Linked DNA regions of Drosophila melanogaster: region 1 is linked to region 2. A link is a contact called in public Hi-C data. All regions are on one chromosome and are shown on one strand. The core of a region is the stretch at or near the end of the contact, and the rest is flanking DNA. Distances in the headings are between cores, read along the strand shown.

The links. Hi-C and Micro-C count contacts between places; a contact is called where the count stands out from the background.
Region 1: a contact with region 2 is called in a Hi-C map of the Kc167 cell line, with 2.8 times the contacts expected there. A contact is called at or near these places in 3 of 107 Hi-C or Micro-C datasets (the Kc167 cell line, the S2 cell line and wing imaginal disc).

Annotation. Positions count from the first base shown.
Region 1 is chr2L:1,649,429-1,655,845 of dm6, reverse strand. chinmo (Chronologically inappropriate morphogenesis) reads right to left here and starts at 4,588. Exons shown (of 7, transcript NM_001258910.2): 1 at 4,134-4,588; 2 at 2,011-3,071.
Region 2 is chr2L:1,415,896-1,423,170 of dm6, reverse strand. It overlaps robo2 (roundabout 2), which reads left to right and starts at 2,718. Exons shown (of 14, transcript NM_080531.4): 1 at 2,718-3,267. The coding sequence starts at 3,006.

The DNA of each region.
Region 1 (6,417 bases), core at 3,339-5,838, 230 kb before region 2:
GAAAATGTCACTTGGACTGACACTGACAGAAGGTTTTCGGCTCGCCACGCCCCCTAGCCCCTTAATTTTTAGGCCTACCTTCTGCCAAATTTTGCAGACCAGAAGAACTACTCGATCTTTTTTTTGTTGATAAGCCTTAATAAAAGATCATAAAAGCGATTAATTCATATGAATTTTTATGGTCCCCGTTTTCGTGTAATTTAAATTTTTCCTTATTTTCTGAGCCCATTTCAGCAGCCCTTGAATGATAAGTACGTGTGTCTGGCCATAATGGTTCATAAAATCATAAAATAATCTCCGCCCAACAACTGGCAATACTCGAGTGATACTTGGGATTAGCATAGGATTTCCGACTACTGTATGTTGTGTTAGATAATATTTTGATTAAAGTGTTGTCCATATGAGTTTTCAATGAATAGTTGCATTGCCTAACTTGCTTCTGTAAATAATAAATAATTTCAAATGCAGTTTTGACCTCTTACTTGACCCTTGAAATTCAGGGCTATAATAACTGTAGTAACAATCGGAAAAACTGACATGCTTGCAACGCTGTTGCTCGTTTTCGCCTTCTTGGTAATCGGTGGCATTAAAATTCAGGCAACTGCAGTGGCAAGTCATAAAATTGAAACAATTTGGGCAGAAGAACCGAAATGCGTTCGCCTTACTGGTGAACAAGGGGTGGAGTGGGGGGGTTGGGAGCATATCATAGGCACTTTGCGCAAGTGCCGACAACAAGAGCAAATAAAAAAGAAAACAATGAAGTCGGTTGCATTGCGTCAGTTACAACATGGCTAAGACAAGAAGAAGAAGAAGAAAGACGAGGGAGAGCCGCGCAGTCTGCTCCAAAGGCGAGTTATTCTTAGAAAAAACCTAACGATTGTGCAAATGCACGTGAGAAGGCGAGGGAAATGGGAAAGAGCGCACTTCCGACCGGGGAAAATGCAGCAGACAAAAACTAAGACAAAAGCGCCACGGAAATTGCTGCACAGATAAAAAATAGTGCGTCTTCTGTAGATTTTTACTGATTATTGTTATTATTTTAGCAGCTTAAGTACTGATGTATCTTGTAGATATTTGAAGTATCTATAAGATTCGTTCTCTTTCGAATTATTATTATTATTTTTTTTTCAATCTCTGTAGACTTAAGTGAGGTTTTAGGAATTAAAATGCATATTGAATATTTAAATGCTTGTTGAAATTGTTTGAGGTGTAAAAGCTTTAAAAACTATTGTGCATTTAATTAAATGCGGAAGACCCCACACAACAACAACAGCAGCAACAACAACAGAAACTGAAACAAAAACTACAACTTCCAGCGCACGCAATGCCAGACCAACCCCAACGCGTGCGAGCGGGACGGGGCGAGTGCGCGAGGGAGAGGGGGCGAGAGCGGTACAAAGAAGTACACAACGCACAAAATTTGGAACACGCTGCGTTTGCTAAGTAGGTCAAAGTGGCAGCGGCGCCGGCAGCGCAGTCGAAAAATATTGCGTGTCAACTGCGCCGCATTTTTTTTTTTTTTTTGTGCATCGGCAAGAAGCAGAAGTAATATATTTTTAATTTATGCACAACCCCAAAAAATATCTACACCCCTTTCCGTGCGTGAGTGTGTGAGAGAGTTTGTGTGTGTGTGTGCGTAGATACACATGTAGAAGTGACAAGCAAGCAACTTTTGCTTTTTTCTCGCGTATTAATATGCAACGCCAAGTTTTGAGTGTCATAAATCATACGCAAAGTGCGTAGACAATTTTTCTCTTGACCAAAAAATGTTTTCCTTACTTTTTGCATAAATTATAATTGTAATTAGAGGCGGAGCACTTGCCTTTTTTTTACGAGCGGTAATTGTTTGCAAATGTTTGTGGACACTTTCTAAAAAAAAAAAAAACATTTTTCATTTTACGCACTTTTTCGTGCGTGGGGAAACTTAAAAGGGCCATTAAGAAATGCGAAGAGATGTGTGAAAAAATGACAAGTTGTGAATTTTTCATAAATATAACATAACAAACTCACCTTAATATTCAATTGCAAATTTACGCATTAATCCAAATCCAGAATCCTCAGTTGTAACACCTTTCACAAGTGGTAATTTTGAATTTATAAGTTTTTCTTTTTAGTTTTTCTCACTTCACTTTTTTTTTCACTTAGGCCAAATGTTCTAGTTCTTTTTGTTGCTAATTAGTTAGGATATATACTCGAGTTGTTTTTATCAAAAATTGTTTACCAAATATTCTCCGATATAATTCGTAAGCATAGATATATGTATAGGTATATATTTTATAAATACATGTATTACGATTGGTAATTTTTTTTTTTACTTTATTCTTTATTTATTTTGTTAAATGATTTTGCTTTGCTTTTATCGAAACGAAATTTTTATGCAAACTAACACACACGTTTTATCTGCTGCTTCTGTTGCGGTTGCTTTTACTGTAGTGATCACTGTAGTAGTTGCTATGGCTGCTGTTGTTGCTGTTGTTGTTGTTGTTGTTGTGTTGCTGTGTTTAGTATTGCGTATGTCCGAACCAATAATTTTGAATAGTTTACCAATTTGGTGGCTTAAATTTTTGCGGTTTTCTGCGTTTGTTCTAAAAAGATTTCCCTCGGCTTTTCAACTGATTTTGGGCTGGTTTTTGCTGACGGTTTTGGTTTTCCTTTTGTTGCGTTAAAAATTTACATTGATTTTATTAGATTGTCATCTTAGTTGCAAATCATTTTCACGTGTGGACGTTTTGAGATAATTACAATTTGTGTATATTTTATGTATGATGTTTTGTTGCCAAAAATCGTTTTTTGTTAATTTATTTTTGTTGTATTTAATTCAAGACCAAAACTTATGTTGCCAATTTTAGAATTTTGCGTTGTTTTTCGAAATGTTTTTGTTTTCAGTTCATTTTTAGGTTGATTTGTTGCAATTTCGCGTTATTTGATTCAATTAAATTGATTTTGAATATTTAGATGGTTAAATGTTCTTGATTCGCATTTTGTAGCATTCGCTGGTTTTGAGGTCGTTGAATGTTTTTCTTGACTTTCCTAAAATTTGCTCGTTGAGACATTTTCACATTGACATTTGGCTGCAAATACAAAAGCGGTTAGAAAATTGTTATTAAAAAGTGTAAGTGGAATTTGGCTGATTGAAACTCAAATCTATTCGGGGATAATGTGACATGTTTTAAGTATTCATTTTCTTTTTAATATTATATTAATTTGTCACAGTTCACCCGAATAAATTTCATTTCATTTGTGCCCAGAATTTCTGGTTTCTTATCAGCCCGATTTCTTGTAAGTGGAATTGGATTAATGATTTTATTATCGCAGAATATATTTCATTTTCCCATTTTGGGACCGTAATTCCCACTTTGCTTCTGGCAAATGTCTTTTATTCTACTCAAAAACACTTTATATGGCATTGGGACTTGGAAATTTTGGGGAAGGGGAAACATTTTTATTTGAGCAGTGAATTGTCTAATTGTTTTAAGAACATTTACTTCAAAACTATTTTTAAGAAGTTTTCACATTTTGTAGTGTATTTCTGTAGTTGTTCAACACTTGTTCACCGTTATTCTACACTTTTCTCTCGCTTTTTTGAACAAGTGTCCTGGGGATTAATTGCATTTTGCCTTCTTTCCTGCACTTCATGCACTTTCCTCTATTCTCCCTTAATTGCTATTTCGTAGCACACACACACACACACACACACATAAACACACAGTGCAAAAAAGGGGTTCAGTTCACTGGTATTGCGCCTTGTTTATTTTCAGGGGGAGGCGGAAAACGGGGAGGGTTGTTTATTGTTCCATGTACTCCTCGCTGTTGTTGTTGTAGTTTGCTTTTGCTTATTTTTCTATTGTTGTTGCTTGATTAAAAATGCAGACGTTTTGGTTATGCATAAAAGTCTATACTTCACTTTTTCTCAGTTTGCTTTTGCTATTCGCTTCATTTTTTATGCTGCGTTTTGTACCGTTTGAAATTCGAGTTGCAAAGTCACACACACACACACATAGGCCAGAATTTCATGTGTGCGAGAAAACCAAGTACACACGCATAATTGTTCATTTTTGATTTTATGTCACTTTATTTGAGCTTTGAAACATACCACATGCACTTCAATATGATCAATATTCACTCAAAATTACCTTTGAATTACTAGGCGAACAGCCGTTTTGCAACACTCACGACGCACTCACGCACTCTTGCCACACACATGCACACTGGACAGTTAGTTTGTGCATTTGCTTTGCTCGACGAAACACAAACAAAACGTAAATAATAATTAAAAGTGTTCAATGCCGCAAACTTTTAGCACTTTTCGCTTTTTGCACTTCATCCGCTGCAGTTCTTTCAGTTCAGAAATGTAGAGAATAACTGTTTTATCAAGCGGTTTCGATTCTGTCCGTGCTTCCTCGTTTCTTAATTTACGTGTAAAACTTGAGTTGCCTGCAGTTGCCAGGGCTGACGAGCGACGAGGCGATGCGAATTTGCGACTGCGAATGCGAATGCACAAACGCTGCTGCTGCTGCGAGCACCACCGAAACAAGCAACCGCGAAACTTCAACACGTCCGTTCAACACGGCAGTTTCTTTTTGACTGCCGATTCGATTTCGATTCCAACAGGCGGCGAACGAACAAGCGTGCAGTGGTGTGCTCCGTAGAGAGAGAGAGAAAGAGAGCGCGAGCGAGCGAGCGAGCTTTTAATCCAATTGGAATGCAGGCGAGCAACTTGCAATTGTCAGATTGGACATCTCCAACAAGGATTCTTAAAAAGGATAACCGAAAATAGTCTAAAGTATAACAGAAAATAGTTTACATATTTTTTTTTAATGATTTTTAGAACACAATTTACTCAGGCGAGTAGAAGTAATGGTCGTTGCAACTGCTTTTTGCATGTCTTTTTCTGTGTGTATGCACTGCCGCCCCAGGATAAAAATTACATATATCCTCATAATCCGGGGGTGAGTCTCTCACTCTTTCTCTCACTCTCTCTTTTGCAGGCGCAATTGCATAAGGCAAAGGACATGAGGTAATTTATAGGAGCTCCGCTCAAGTGGAAAATGTTTAGGGAAATCTCGTCCCGAAATAGCAAAAGCAAACCTTAACTTGGTCTTAACCTATTCGAACAGCGGGGGATTCCATCCAGGTGGTCTCTGAATATTAGATGCAATAGAAATAGGGTTCGCAAGAGGCGATTTATATGGAAAACCACTTTAAGATCGGCACAATGAGTTAAGATGGGAATATGGGAAAAATGTTAATTGCATAGCTTTAATGCAAAAGAACGCATTACGTTTCTTTAAAATCTTGATCACTCTCAGAAAACAAAAGTAAAGGATAAAATTTTTTTAGTGGAATTCTTTGGAATTCTTTAGAAAATTCTTACAATTGGTCTTTGATTTCTAGGAAGAAAACAATAATAACCTAACTACTCAGTTCTCGCATAATTTGCATATCCCTTGAGAACTTTCCGATCAAACCATCAAAATTGGAACAAAAACCCTCAAAATGCTTTTCATTTCTCAGCCCAAAAACTTCCCCTATTCACACAAGTGTCAGGAGTCCCTTTTTTGAATGCAATTCCCATCAAAAATATCAAATTCCTAGCCAATCAAACAATAACCACTTAATTTTAGTGGAAAAAGAGTTGATAAAGTTGAATCAAACAATTACCTTATTTCTATTCATTGACAGTTCGTTAGCAACAGTATTTTTTTTTCAGTGCAGCCTTGCCAAAAACAATAACAATGCGCATTCGTTTTGCAGTGAGCGAAAGAGAGGAGAGAGCGGTAAGCTTTTTTTTGGCGCATGTTTTCCCATTCTCTCTCTCTCTCTCTCTCTCTGCTGCCATTTTATGCACACACAATGACAATGAAAGCTTGTCGGTAAAGGGGCGGGGTGTGGTAAGGGAAAACGAACAATTTACGCGATTCAAGAAACACGTGGAGTGCCGGCGTCGAAAATCCAATAAGCAAAGGCAAAAGCTCCTGCTTTTGCTGCTGCTTTTGCTTCCCCAGTCGGAAGTGGAATTATTCCGGAACGCGTTCCTTAATAATTCTTTTTCGATGCATTTTAAATTAATTTCATATATTTTTATTTTATAAAAATACCACTAGATCAAACCCTTTCCATAACGAAAAATGCAGTGCATTTTTCGGTCGAGCGCCAATAAACCTCACTCCACCTCCTAAATCCACCCCTGTGCTTCTCTTTTTGGCTCTCCATTTGCTTTTGCAGTACTGCACGCACTTTTTGGACCTACGTCTTCCCCTGCTCTTCGTCACTCAACTTTTTGCTTAGCTACACAACTTTTGTTAGCGCACTGAAAAAAAAAAACGTGGAAAAGGAAAAAGTAATAAATTAAATAATACTAGAAGTACAAGCAATATAATATTATTATATTATATAGTAATAATAATGTAACAATAT
Region 2 (7,275 bases), core at 1,469-3,968:
TGCCCATAAATTTCACACTCAACTCATTTCCTGCTCATTATCATATATCCAGCAATTGTACAAACTTCAGACGCAATCTCAATGCGTTCTGGGTTGGGCTTTCAGTTTTCTGTTTTCGGGGAGGCTCAATCGTATTGGTACACTGAGCAAAACAAAAAATAGATCACGATACTTTTACAGCAGGTCCCAATGTTATAAAAAACTGACAGCCATTTTGGAATCGAATATTCCTTAGTTCTGGTGATTCTTATTGAGTAAATGATTGGACATTTCTGTTCGACATGTGTAATTTTTTCGAGTGTATAGCATGGGAAATGGGAAGGCAGAAGCATCCACACTCGTGGCCTGTCCAAAAAACCCACTCAATAGGGGTTTGGCACTCGAGTGGGCGTTCGGCGTCTTCGGATACGTGGTGCGTGTGTATCTGTATCTTTCGGACGTATTTCGTATCTGAGTCCCCGCATCCTCATCCTCGCTCGTGTGTTGTTTGTCCACGGGATTTGTGGATGGGCGGATCCCTGGAGATGTTGGGGAAGGTAATCATGCTGTCACAGTCGCTAATTTCAATTATCTTGAGTGTGCACGTATACGTAATTTGTTTACTTTTGAGCGCACAAATGGCCCGAGAAATGAAAAGAAGGCAGCGCATCCTTCCAATAAACTTAAACACGTACATTAAAGTGCATTTATAAGTTTCGTGAGTTTCGCCTTCCTCTCATCTTTTTCAGCTTTGGCTTGACAATCAAAATGTCATTTCATTTCGTTTGGAAGCTCGCAAATCCGCAATTGAGACGCAACTTACATGCCATTAACAAGGCTTAAACCAACCGACATGACAGACAAACAGTCAGTCAGTAGACTGTGTGACAGAGAGGGACGAGCCGGTTGGAAAGAGAGGGCGAGAGGCCCAAACATGACAAAGGCAGTGTCAACATTTCAGCCTAGATAACTCAGAGTGCAGTCCAGTGTTGCCAAACTTCTTGGCCCTCTGTTTTGGTAAGGTCATGGGTTGGCAGGTTTAATCGGGCCAGCTTAAGGAGTAAATATTTTGGGTGTTGCGGGCATAGATCAAAAATCCATGCTTGAATCCATCGGATAGTTAGCACATTGGATTTACTTTGGTAAGGTAAAGGACATAAGGTATCTATATATTATATATTATCGTATATACTTGCAGCGTTGCCCAACTTCACTTGAGTGCTAATGAAGCGTGGCAACCGGGCTCAGATATCTCGCCTTTCAAGCAGAGCAACTCGCCCTGGCTGTAAATTGGCCAATTATCAGCATTTGAAATATGGTTTACCTGCCACGAATTCTCTCTTTCCTCTACCTGGATTCTTCGCCTCTATAAAAGGTGAGCGGCAGTGGGAATCGGGATTCGAGAGTCGGGATCGGAGAATCGAAGAAACGAGGGACTTGAGAAGGCAACAAACTCACATACGCCGTACGCACTTTGACCTTTCTTTCTCGCAGAGACAATGCACATTGTGTTGCACTCTGAAAAGGGGAAGTGGAGGGGGAAAGGGAATCCACACCTGCCCGCTCCTAAATGCACGCATAGTTCCTTTATAGGAAAGATACACACCTTTATTTTACACTTCTCTGCCCGTCGAATGTATCTGTATCTGTATTTTCTGAGCACCGGCATTAATGAACTGACTTCACACTCGTCCGAAGAACTCTACCTGGAGGAAAAGTTATTGATTATTTAACAAACGCTGGGAAATTAGGCAGCGATTTATAGAGGAAAGCCCTTTCGGATATGCACTTTGATAAATTAATACAATATCGTCTAGCTGGCCATTCAATTGATTTCGAAATTCATTAGCGCGCAGAGGCGTCTAGATATTGGGACAGTGTCCAAGAACGGGTCTCCACTTTGATTTCTATTCATCGCATTGTGAAACGGATCGTCTAGAACTGTGTCTGGCTTTATTGCAGTTTGGAAATAGATGAGCTAACAGCTGGAGAGTGAGTGGGGCACTCGAGCAGATTAGATATGAAATGGTCGCCCCTTTGGAGGGGCTCTTTCGACTCTCTGCGCCGGCGAAGGGTTGAGCGGACACGGTGGAGCTGGAGGGCAATAAAGCGCAACAAGTAGGGATTATCCGAGCTCGAAATGTTTTCGGATTCGGATGGAAACTATTGAGGCTGAGCGGCACAAAGGTTGGCAATTTGTTGGCTTGACAACGTGAAAAAGAGCTTGAATGATCGAATAAAAATGGAAAAGAGCTGGAGATAAACAAGTTGGACTTGGAAATGGATGTGGCATGGTGTTAAAGTCCGTTTGAATGTAGATTTTTTTGTATTAGCAAATGATGCAGATTATTCATAAAAAAAGCCAATAAATACATGACTATGTGTTGTGCTGCAAAGAAATCCCCATCTAGTCCTGGAAGTCAGATACATATTCCAACAATTCACATCCACTCAATAGCAACATGATGATGCACCACCACCCGAAATGTTGCACGACTCGACGATAAACCTAGGGCACGTGGATCGAAACGAGTGAAGACGGAACAAAACAAACCGTCTTGCAGTAAAAGTAAACAAAGTTCCAACGCGTTCCACAGCATGCAACAAGCGGGACGAACTGGAACGCGGAACAGCGCACGAAGCGATACAGATACTAGATGGTACTCGGATACACAGACACGAAGCAGTAGCCGAAGTGGACTTCGGGTGGCGGCTCCGAGGCGAAACGAGAATTCGTTCCTCAGTCGCATTTCGATTGTCAGCCGGTTCGCATGTGCTGCGGATGCAGATACAGTCCATATATCCGTATCCGTTCGATTCGTCGGGTTACGCGCGTCGTCGTTCCGGGAAACGGACTTAGTGGCGCCGCCATGGATTCAGATGCTAGCGAATAACTAACTCGGAGGAACAGAAATACTGTGTGTGCCAAAACAGAAGATCCGAAAGATTGCGCGTATCGAGAAATGAGTGCAAATCTATTTTAAATGGTGTGCAATTAAGGAGGCGAAACGAGAATACTTGACAAAATGCATTTGTGCGAGATGCGTGGAATGCCGCTGCGGTTGCAACCTCAGTGTTTAACCAACGAAAGCGAAATTCAAATTAAAATCAAAAGCAAAATCAAAAATAAAACTGCCAGCGAGATCAAACGCCGACACAGAAACAATCGAGATTTTCATGGGGAGCGGCTAAAAATAATGCCAGTCGATCGGAGTCGACGCGCAGTATTCCCACTGCTGCTGCTCCTCGCGGGATTAAACGGATTAACTCAAGTCGGAGCGCTCAAGGGTAAGTGTCAACAGATGCAAGATGCGTCCATCTCCAGAGTTGCATTCGCAGGGTTGCATTGTGGGATCTCTGTTTTAGTTTGAAGGGCATTATGACAAACTATTTCCTCCCAGAGCCAGGGAAAATCCTTCGCGGCCGCATATGAGTTGCCTCCTCATGTCGCTGCACTCCCCATTTATTTATTAGCGTCATTTGTTTCCATTTACGTTTTTTTGTTGGTCGACTCCGTCTTTTGGCTATTTTTGGTTGCAACACACGCGGCCCGACCGAACAACAAAGTGAAATTAAGGCACTGCGGTTTATTTATGCCTGCAACGTTCGCTAATGGATTTTAAGGCCGCTTTATAGACAACGCGACATCGACTCTGCCCATAGACCCATTATTCATGCCTCTCTCTCCCGATTCTCATTAGAGATGCACATAATGGGGCGACTTTTGGATGGGCATAGCTGGATGTTTGGGCTTTGGCAGGGCATTGCAATCGGTATCGTAATTCCAGAGATCTCTCAGAAGTTCTCTGCAGGTTAGGGAAGGTTAAGAAGTATCTATTAGTATGGATACTTTTAAGAACAATGCTGCTAATTCCTCATTATTCCTTATCACCACATAACGAACACCAAAAAACAAATGCTAACCCACTGAACCCACTTAGGGATCACATTTGGGAAAACTAAATACAACTTCCAAAGAATACACAGATCGTATTACACATCGAACCCGAGAAAAGTGAAAAAAAAATGCATATGTGGAAACTCAGTTGGATGAGGGTAAATCGAAACACAGAAATTGTAAACCCCTTAGGGAGGATCTCGGGAAAGATCACTAACCAAAACCAAAACCGAACTTTAGATAAATGAGTAATGAGTTCGAAAGACTAATCAACCGAGTGTAGTTTCCCGCTCCAATCTCGCAACTGATTACAGGAAAATCAAACAAAGAATCGAGTTTGTGGCTTTTGTGGTCGAGATGGCAAGTTCAAAAAGAAAACTAAAGCGAAATGGTTTGAGGTTGGCGGTTTAAGGAATGGGAGTTAAGCAACGCTTTTAAATTAGACCCTTTGGCGATTTCATGGCTCTATACCTCCGCCGATAAAACATATATCTAAATGAGCTTAAGTCGTCACACCCCTTGCAACGCTGAGAATGTTGTAATCTAATGCTTATTAAACGCTTTTTAATGCCAAACCAACGACGCCCAGTCCACTGATATCGTCCATGGACACACGCAACTCGGATTCGGATTGGGATTGGGATTTTTGAATTCGGATTTCAGTAAACACTTGAACACGCAACCTGAGGCTGTGTGTTGCAGCACCAAGTATCTGTATCTCAGTGTCCCCATCCCGAAATGGCCGATGTGACGTGGCAAGTGTTGCACGCGACGTCGCCCGTTTGATATAATAAATTGTATAAAATTATCTGCACCGGCACACGACAGGATTTTGTTCCTCACTTCTGGTGGTGTGTGACCAGCGAGATCCAGTTAGCAGCCCAGCTTTTGGGTGGTGGGTCAATCGCAGTCGGCTTGAGAATCTGTCGGGGTCATAAAAATTATCGCCCTCAACACAAAGTTGCAGGGTTGACAGCCTTGGCAACCTTCTAATGCCACTCTGGGGAGCGTTTTTCCAGCTAACTGGACTGACTGCACTTCTTTCTGTTTTTTTTTTTTTTTTTTTCGTTTTGACTCCGGGGGTGGCAGTCTATCCTTTCCTTTGTCTTGGCCGTTTATGTTGGCATTTTTTGTGTTTTTGTGTTTTTTTTTTTTGGGTGCCCGCCTGGCAAAAGCCTTTCGGCTCTTGTGCAATTTTCTCATGTGCATTATGCGAAAATTGGGCTAAGTAGCGGTCTCTGGCTTAGTTTTCCTACTTTCCCGGGCGAAAGAAATGAAGTCAAGTGCTGTGGCAGCTCCGTAGCATGTTATTTGTTCAATCACATGATTGCCCTACCAATCGCCCGGCACTCAACGAGATCTCCCATTTGCTCCCAGCTGCAGGCTAGATAATGAGGGGTCTTATGGGATAGTATCCATGCCATAGCTAGCACCGATACGTTGGCACACAGTTTGGGGCAGGAATGTGATTGAAAGTCGGGCCAATGTGGGTGGAGGTGTTGCAAGTCGACTGGCGAAAGGTCTAGCGGATAGCGACGTACTTCTAGGAATATTCGAAAATACGGACTAGGACGGGAGTGATAGGTTTTCAGTAATATGTAGTTTTACTTCTAATAAAAAAATCAATTTGGATCGAATTCCTTAGAAAACACATAGCCACTCCTTGGGGAAAAGTATTTACTTCTAATTGCAACTAGCCGTGGCTTCAGTACGCCTTTCCTAAGAGCATTCGATCTCCAGTCGACTATTTGCCAGCCAAACAATAATTAATTATTTAAAACAACAGGCTTACGACGACGGCCAGAACCCAGAACGCAGAGCCCAGAGAGACATCGGTCTGGAAGTCTGGAAGTTTGAATGGCTGAAAGGCGACTTGGACATGGTCAGCTGGGTAGTCGGAGCCAAGTTTTGCCTACGCAAAGATTTTTGTTATTTCTTGCTTCCTGGAGATCTGGAGACCCAGCCTGTCAGCCAGTCCAGTCCAGTGAACAGTGTGTATATGTGGGTATATCTCGGTGCTGGCCGTACTTGATATAGCCGTGGGTTTTATGTACATTTTGTTGCCGTTGCTCGGCTGCGATATTAAAAATAAAGGAAAATTAAGCCTGGCAGCCGCGTAAAATGCAAACTTGCATCCGAAATGTTGCAGTTATGCCAGTTGGCGTTTAAAGCCGTTGCTGTTGGCCACATTTTTGCATGCAATGCAATGCAATGCAGTGCCTGGAAAATGGTTATTCGTTTTTCGAGAAGGCGTTACTGCTGGATTTTCCGAAAAGTTTTTTCGGCCCGTTTATATTCGTTCGTGGTGCTTAGCTCGGAGCAAATCTGAGTCGAGCTTGGTGAGAAAAAGGTTCGCAAATTGCATTGGAAATGCTTTGTGCAAAGGAGTTTTTTCGGTGAGGAGCTGTAGGAGCTCGGGGAGGGATGTAACTGGAGGAGGATATGCAATTCTGGTGGGGTCAATCAACATGGAAATTTGATTCACAAGTTATGGGAAAAGCAGTGCGGGAAATCGACTGGATAGAGGCATATCTCTGGGAGATTCATTGAAATCTTAGCTTAGCATCAAATTTAACGGGGAATGGCTTCAGAACTACCCTAAATAATAAATTCATGCTAACGCCAAAAGCCAACCATTATATTATCCTTTGCCTGCAGGAAAAACAGTTTACAGCTAGGCGAAATGAGTTAACTGGGTGGATCAACAAGTTTCGCTCGGCTAATACGTATTTAATTACACAAATCTGAAATTTCCTGCTGTCCCGAAAAGAGGTTTGTCTTTGTCTTTGTCATTTATCCTTAAGCAAGTCGTCGTCGCCAGAGATTTGCATATTTGCACTTGATGATGTTGCTGCTGCTGCTGCTGCAAGTCGCAAGTTGCAAGTTGCTGCTGTGGCAGACATGGCCGCCAGCAATCGCCATTTGGGATTCGGTTGGAGTTCGGGCTGGGGCTTAAGTTTCAGCTGCCTACGCGCTGCGAGGAAATTATGAAAAATTTTTCAAAGAATCGCCTTGAGTCATCGTTTGCAGTCAGTTGCCACAACGTTGGCGTTTGGGTTTTTCTTTCTCTATTTTTGCCTCTTTCTGAGTGGGTTCGAAAAGTTTTTATAATTTGTTAACAAGCCCAAGGAGATCGGCGCCGTGGAGACCGCAATGCCGGCAATTATGACAAGTTGACAAACGGCTTAATCTCAATCGGCGACTTGCTGTGCGATCCTCGAATCACCGAAGATGCGCGGCATTTAAATCAATGCGGCCGGGATTCTCGATTCGATTCGATTCAATGCGACTCGACTAGACTCGACTCGATTGTCCATCGCTGGACGTTTATCGCATTGCGGATATCTAATATCTGGAGGGGACTACGACTGCGGCTGCGACTGCGACTACAATGGGAA